Linked DNA regions of Ovis aries: region 2 is linked to region 1. Evidence: chromatin contacts called from public Hi-C data. All regions are on one chromosome and are shown on one strand. Each heading gives the region's core, a stretch centred on a gene start, on an enhancer-like site or on the middle of the called end of the contact. The rest is flanking DNA. Distances are from core to core; before and after follow the strand shown. Region 1 has its middle 48 kb from the start of EPCAM. Region 2 has its middle 84 kb from the start of EPCAM.

Region 1 (3,134 bases), core at 471-2,970:
TGCAGGATTAAGGCTGTATGAGGAACAGCCCCTGGGTGAGGTTTTTATTTGCCAAGGGAAATACAAGGTGTGCCCTTCGTGTGTTTAAATACGGAAACTGAGGATCATAATAAATGATATTCAGTAAATACAAGGCATATCATTTCAAAATCACTATCATACTTCACCTTTCTAAAGAATTGTTTGTCTAAATTTATAGCTCATAGTGTAGAGCCAAACCTTAGCAACCATCACGTTTTAGCGTTTTCCAAATTAGCCACTAGTTAAAAATCTACCGGGAAGCTTGGTTTAAAGATACAGATTCCAGCTTCCTCCCACATCTAGTCCAGGGAAGGGGCCTGGGAAACTGCATGAGTCCCAGGTGATTCTGTAAAAGGCAAACTTGACAGGTACCGGCAGGTCAATCCATATTTCACAAATGAGGAAATCGAGGCCTAGAGAGAGGGGACGGACATCCTGCTTGATGTAGAACTGGTCAGTCAGGTGGAGCTGGAAACAACACTGACATTTTCCAACCCCTCCAGGCTGAAGAATGCTTTTTCACAGCATAAAGATTGCTCATGATATTTAAATTCGGGGTACAACAAGACGCAGCTTCACAGGTGGTACGGTTGTAAAGAATCCGCCTGTTAGTTTTCAGAACGAGATTCGGGTTCGACTCCTGGGTCAGGAAGATCCCCTGGAGTAAGAAATAGCTACCCACTCCAGTTTTCTTGCCTGGAAAATTCCACGGACAGAGGAGCCTGGTGGGCCACAGTCCACGGGGGTGCAAAGAGTCGGACACGACTGAGCGACTGAGCATGCACAAAGAGACACAAAAGAGAAAAGCAAGCCCCAGGGCACACACCTGATAGGATCACCAGATGCTCCTGGGCTGAGCCAGCTACAGCTGACCCTCAGACTCAGCACTGAGCATGCTGGCAGCCACGTCTGCAGGGAAGACAGGTCGGGTGACTCTAAGGAGGCAGTAAAATGATGTGTAATAATTTCATTTGATAAGAAAAGCTTTTTCCTTTAACGAACAAAATGGAAAACCCTTCAAACCTTTGCTCTTCTTTTATGGCTGTTACTGGAAAAAGGGGGAAATAAAAGACAGAACATGGCAAAATGAGAGATCTACCCGCTCTCCGTCAGAATTCTTTCTTCCATGTAATTGATCTCACACAGGCTATCTGGTGTTTCAACCTTTTGATAGGCCTTTTGATAAATAACCATGTATTTGAGGTGAAGTGAAAGTCGCTCAGTTGTGTCCAGCATTTTGCAACCCCATGGAATGTAGCCTGCCAGGACTACCTGGACCGTCCATGGGGGTTCTCCAGGCAAGAATACTGGAGTGGGTAGCTGTTTCCTTCTCCAGGGAATCTTCCCAACCCAAGGAGTGAACCCAGGTCTCCAGCACTGCAGGTGGATTCTTTACCAGCTGAGCCACCAGGGAAGCCCACGCGTTAGAAGATGCTGCCTGATGGTCTTCGTGAGACTGGGCTGAGAGGCCTGAGAAGAACCGTGTGACCTGCGGCAAGCCATAGGACTCCCTGGTCTCCTGGTGGGGGAGGGGGGCTGGCTGCGTGTCTTTCCCGAGGCCCCTTGCAGCTGTGGCACCTCTGACTTCCAGCCCTGTCTGACCAGAAGCAGTTTCTGGGTTTGTGTGTATGAGTGTATTGTGTGTGTGATGCGCACCCTAGCACACACGTGGGAACTCAGACCCCGCGCCCCACTTGTGAGGCTACCGCCACTCAGGCAGAACCGTCTCTTGGAGAAAGAAGTTTCTGTTTCCAAGCTTGCGGGCCTGTGAGGAGACACACAATTGCTTTTGTTGTTTGTTCTTCCCCTGTGGGGACAAAAGCCCTTTGAGTTGCTGTGGAATGTACAAAAAGTTCTGCGCTGAAGGGCTGGGCCTGGAAACCTGGAAGCAGGGCTCAGAGCAGGCTGCTTCCACCTGAAGCCCCCAGGGCCCTGCCCAGTCCCTGGGGCTGCCTGCTAAATGCGTCTGCATGGAGGGGAGGGAAAAGAGGGGCCCTCATTCCTGCTCCCGCATCACCTCGGGCAGCTCCGGTGACCGGCAACAACCCATCCGGAGCATGGCCTAGGTGCCGGGGGCTGTCGAGGGAGGCCTGGAGCTTTGCTTGCTCTCTCAACCCTCCCAACACCAGTGAGACTGCACTGTGTTACCCCCATTTTGCAGCTGGGGTGACCAGTCTTCAGAAGGGGACCCAGGGGAACAGTGCTGAGACAGAGCAGCTAGGGCGCTCAAAGGGGGTGTGAGGGGGAAGCAGGGAACTATCAGAGTTCAAGGGCAGGGCCACAGGGCCTCCACGCTTGTGGACACTTTGATCTCCAGTTAAGTAAAAATATAAGCGACTCTTCGGTGGAGGAAAAAGAACCTGCAACCACAAAACCTAATAGTGGAAAAAAACACCACCACCACCACCTAATAGTGGCCTTTCTCATTGCTATTTACATCTTTGGGTGGAACTACTGTCGCAGAGCGAAAGACTCGCCACAAAGAAACGTGCTTCCAAAATACTGTGGGGCTGTGCTATTTTCAGAGGGCAGTTCCCCAAGGCTGCTATTGTCTGTGTTTTTCTAACCAGGATTGGGGCAACGCCTAGGGTGCAGAAGCCAAACACCCATGAACTTTGCTCTCGTTTCAAAATGTAAATGAGTAAGTTCCAGTAGGATGTGCCCAGAAACAGGGCTAAGCAATCAGTGTGCTCTCCCCCTCACCCCCCCTCCCCCCCCCCGCCGCCGGGGGTAGGGGGAATGGGGGTGGGGGAATGGGGGATGGGGGGATGGAGGGATGGCGGGGTGGCGGGGTGGGGGCATGGGACGGGGATGATGGCACCCAGGGCTGCGAACCGTATTGGCGCGTGTTTCAAAGCACTGTGCAGTTGGTCTGTCATTGCCCGGGTCTCAGGGGGGACTGCACAATCTTCCAATCTTCCAAGCAAGAGAGGAAGAAAGGAGAGAGGTGTGGGGATGAGCCCAGCTTTTCAACGCGATCTGTTTAAACAAGACTCTTATCAAAGAGTAATCCGAAGCTCTGGGCTTTCTTACTATCTCAGCTTCCCAGGGACCGGGTATGTGACTTTGGGGTTTCAAGAGGGGGCATTAAATTGCCTCTTAGAGATCAGAGC
Region 2 (3,134 bases), core at 174-2,673, 37 kb after region 1:
TCCCATGGACAGAGGAGCCTGGTGGGCTACAGTCATGGGGTTGCATAGAGTCGGACACGACTGAAGTGACTTAGCATGCAGGCATGATTTTCCACTTTAAATAACTATCCTTTAACCGTTTTAAATATCTGTCTCAGACTTCCCTGGTGGTCCAGCGGCTAAGCCTCCTCAGTCTGAATGCAGACGGTTCGGGTTCAATCCCTGTTCAGGGAACTAGGTCCCACAGGCTGCAGCTAAGAGTTTACATGCCACAGCGAAGACCCAGTGCGGCCAAATAAATAAATAATAAATATATTTGAAAAATTAATATCTGTCTTGTGCTTAAGCTAAAGGAATAGAGAAGGAGGGGAGGAGAGGAAAGCAGGGTAGGACACAAGAGAAGAGAAAAAAAAAGAAAGGAAGTCTGGAGGGAAGGATTGAGGTGGAGAAGGGGTGGGAGAGGATCAACATAACCCAGGAGGAAGCCGAAGAAAAGAATCCTCTTGTCCTGCAAGCACGCAAATGCGCTTCCCCTGCTTGAAGGAAAAGTCTTGATTTTGAGTCAGCTATGACAGGCCCTCTCCGTTCGTCAGTCCAAGAGGGAACTTATTTTCTGCCTCTCTTGTTTCCCAGGTCACCAGTTATATTAAGCCACGGTCCCTTGGTGGCTGCTGTCTACAATTTTTCCACTCCCCACCCTTTTGAGTCAGATTGCAAAATAAGGACATTTTGAAACTTGGACTTTCGGTGATGAAGTTGAAGAATTGTGGCCCAGGACACTTGGGCTCTGCGGAGCTGGGAGGATCCTACTTGAGGGTCTTGTTTAGGTCAGTAACAGGAAGGCAAGCAGCGCCACCAGGCTGCTCCCACGGGTGCTCAGACCCTAGCCTATAGCCCAGGCCTTCCCCAGCGGCAGGACATGGCTGCTCCTGTGGCACCCTGTCCGGAGATTAGAAATAAGCTCTTTGCCCTGAAATGTCCCCACAGGCCTGGCATGGATCTGAAATCTAGAGAGTCAGTCATCATCATTCTAACAAGCCCTTAATAATCTGTCCTCAACCAATCTTTCCAAGCTTACCTCCTGCCACACCTGCCTTGCATCCTGCATTCCAGCCAGGCCAGCCTACCTGCTAGTTCCCTGAACAAGTTAATGTTTTCATACCTCTGCCTTTGTGCTCGCTCTTCACTCCTATCTCAGTTTGGAATGCCTTTTCCCTTTCTCCTTTGCCCAATGGCGTCATCCTCACGCTTTCCACTGATCTCCAGGCAGAGTGAATCATATCCTTCCTTGAGCCCTCGAGTGCACTTTACATGCATCTGTACTTGGACAGAACTCTCATCTCTCTAGTTTGTAATTATTTGCCTGTCTGCCAGTCTGTTCTTCAAGGGCAAGAGCCCAGGCTTTTTCACGGTCTGTCCTGGTACTTGGCTTACTGCCTGGCACATTCATGCAGTCATTTCACAAATGTACTGAGCACTGAATATGAGCCTGGCTGTTTACTAGATGCTGGATGAGAAATAAAAATGGATACCGAAATAAACGGATGAGAAAGAAAACAGTTCTCTGTCCTTATGGAGCTTATATACTTGTTGGGAAGGCAGACAACATGCAAATAAACAGAAATAAGTAATATGTCAGGTTGTGATAAATGATAGAATAGCAACTGAGGGGCCGAACAGGCCAATGGCCCAGAGGATGAGGGAGGGTGTTATTTTAGACAGGAAAGACAGGGAAAGCCTCTCTCCCTAAGATGGCATTTAAATAAGGACCTGAAGGAGGTGAGGGGGTGGGTCACGTGGACAACTAGGGAAACAGCATTCCAGGCAGAGGGACTAGCAAGAGCCAGAGTCTGAGATGGGAGCATGTCTGCTGAGTTCATGGGACTGCAGGTGGATATGGCCACAGGAGTGAGTGATAGCGAAGCTGTAGACAGAGGCTCCAATAAGTCATTAAGAAGCAGGGGCCAGAGCACTTGGAACCTTTAGGCCTAGGCAGAAACTTCTGTTTTTACCGCAAGTGAGATGGGGAGCCATTACAGGGATTTGAGAAGAGAGACAGTCTAACTTAAGTTTATGAGCATTTATGATCTTATTCGACCTCCTGGCTGTCTTTGGAGAATAGACTGTCTGTGGCGGGTGCTCACAAAGATCATAGATGTGGCGTGAGTACATGTTAAGTCACTCAGTTGTCCTACTCTTTGTGATCCTATGGACTGTAGCCCACCAGGCTCCTCTGTCCAAGGGATTTTCCAGGTAAGAATACTGGAGTGGGTTGCCAGCCCCTCCTCCAGGGGATCAGGTAACGTGTGACCAGATGCAAATGGCCCTTGAGGACAGCATGGGTTTATCCTTGATTGGACAGGAAATGGGAGTATTTGCTCCCTTTATGTTCTGCTGCTTCTCCTTTAGAGAAGCGCCCCAGCCAATGAAGGTTTTCTGCCCCTGGTCATTCAATGAGCCTGGAGAGACCAAACAGAATTCATGGTAAATAAACAGGGAACCTGGCCTGCCAAACCGACAGTTCTGACTTTGCATGTAACCATACACCCAAATGGCAACCCACTCCAGTACTCTTGCCTGGAAAATCCCATGGATGGAGGAGCCTGGTAGGCTGCAGTCCATGGGGTCGCTGAGTCGGACGACTGAGCGACTTCACTTTCACTTTTCACTTTCATGCATTGGAGAAGGAAATGGCAACCCACTCCAGTGTTCCTGCCTGGAGAATCCCAGGGACGGCGGAGCCTGGTGGGCTGCTGTCTTTGGGGTCGCACAGAGTCGGACACGACTGAAGTGACTTAGCAAATACACCCAAAAAGTCAAGGCAGACTTCCGGCAGGAGGTTGGGGGCGGGGGTGGGGGTGGGGGGTGGTGGTCAATTACCCAGTGATTCACAAAATTCAAAGCATGGCGGGAGAAACTAGCCTTTCACAAGCCAGCAATGGCTGCTGGCTCTGAGTCACCTTCAGGATGGTCCTGGCAAGTGAGCTCTTAAAAAAAAAAAAGTGCTTGGCTGGGAGAAGGAATGAACGACTTTGCCTACCTAGTCCCTCCAAGCCCCTTTCCAGACGTATCTGATAAGTCCTCCTCCAAAGAATGGAATCTGTAACCGTGGAATTTCAAGCATCTGGTAAGGCCGGCCCCTAACCAGCTTTAGA

The links. Hi-C and Micro-C count contacts between places; a contact is called where the count stands out from the background.
Region 2: a contact with region 1 is called in a Hi-C map of tail adipose tissue, with 2.5 times the contacts expected there. The contact joins two enhancer-like sites. A contact is called at or near these places in 6 of 16 Hi-C or Micro-C datasets (hypothalamus, liver, omental adipose tissue and 2 more).

What each region holds. Positions count from the first base shown.
Region 1 is chr3:77,077,356-77,080,489 of ARS-UI_Ramb_v3.0, forward strand. No RefSeq gene overlaps it. Among named protein-coding and RNA genes, the nearest start is that of EPCAM, 48 kb to the left of the region's middle. Within about 2 kb of position 1,721, at least 27 of the 54 cell types and tissues checked have an H3K27ac peak or open chromatin away from gene starts, as enhancers often do. A contact at or near this core is called in hypothalamus and tail adipose tissue, where this site is marked.
Region 2 is chr3:77,114,203-77,117,336 of ARS-UI_Ramb_v3.0, forward strand. No RefSeq gene overlaps it. Among named protein-coding and RNA genes, the nearest start is that of EPCAM, 84 kb to the left of the region's middle. Within about 2 kb of position 1,424, at least 19 of the 54 cell types and tissues checked have an H3K27ac peak or open chromatin away from gene starts, as enhancers often do. A contact at or near this core is called in hypothalamus and tail adipose tissue, where this site is marked.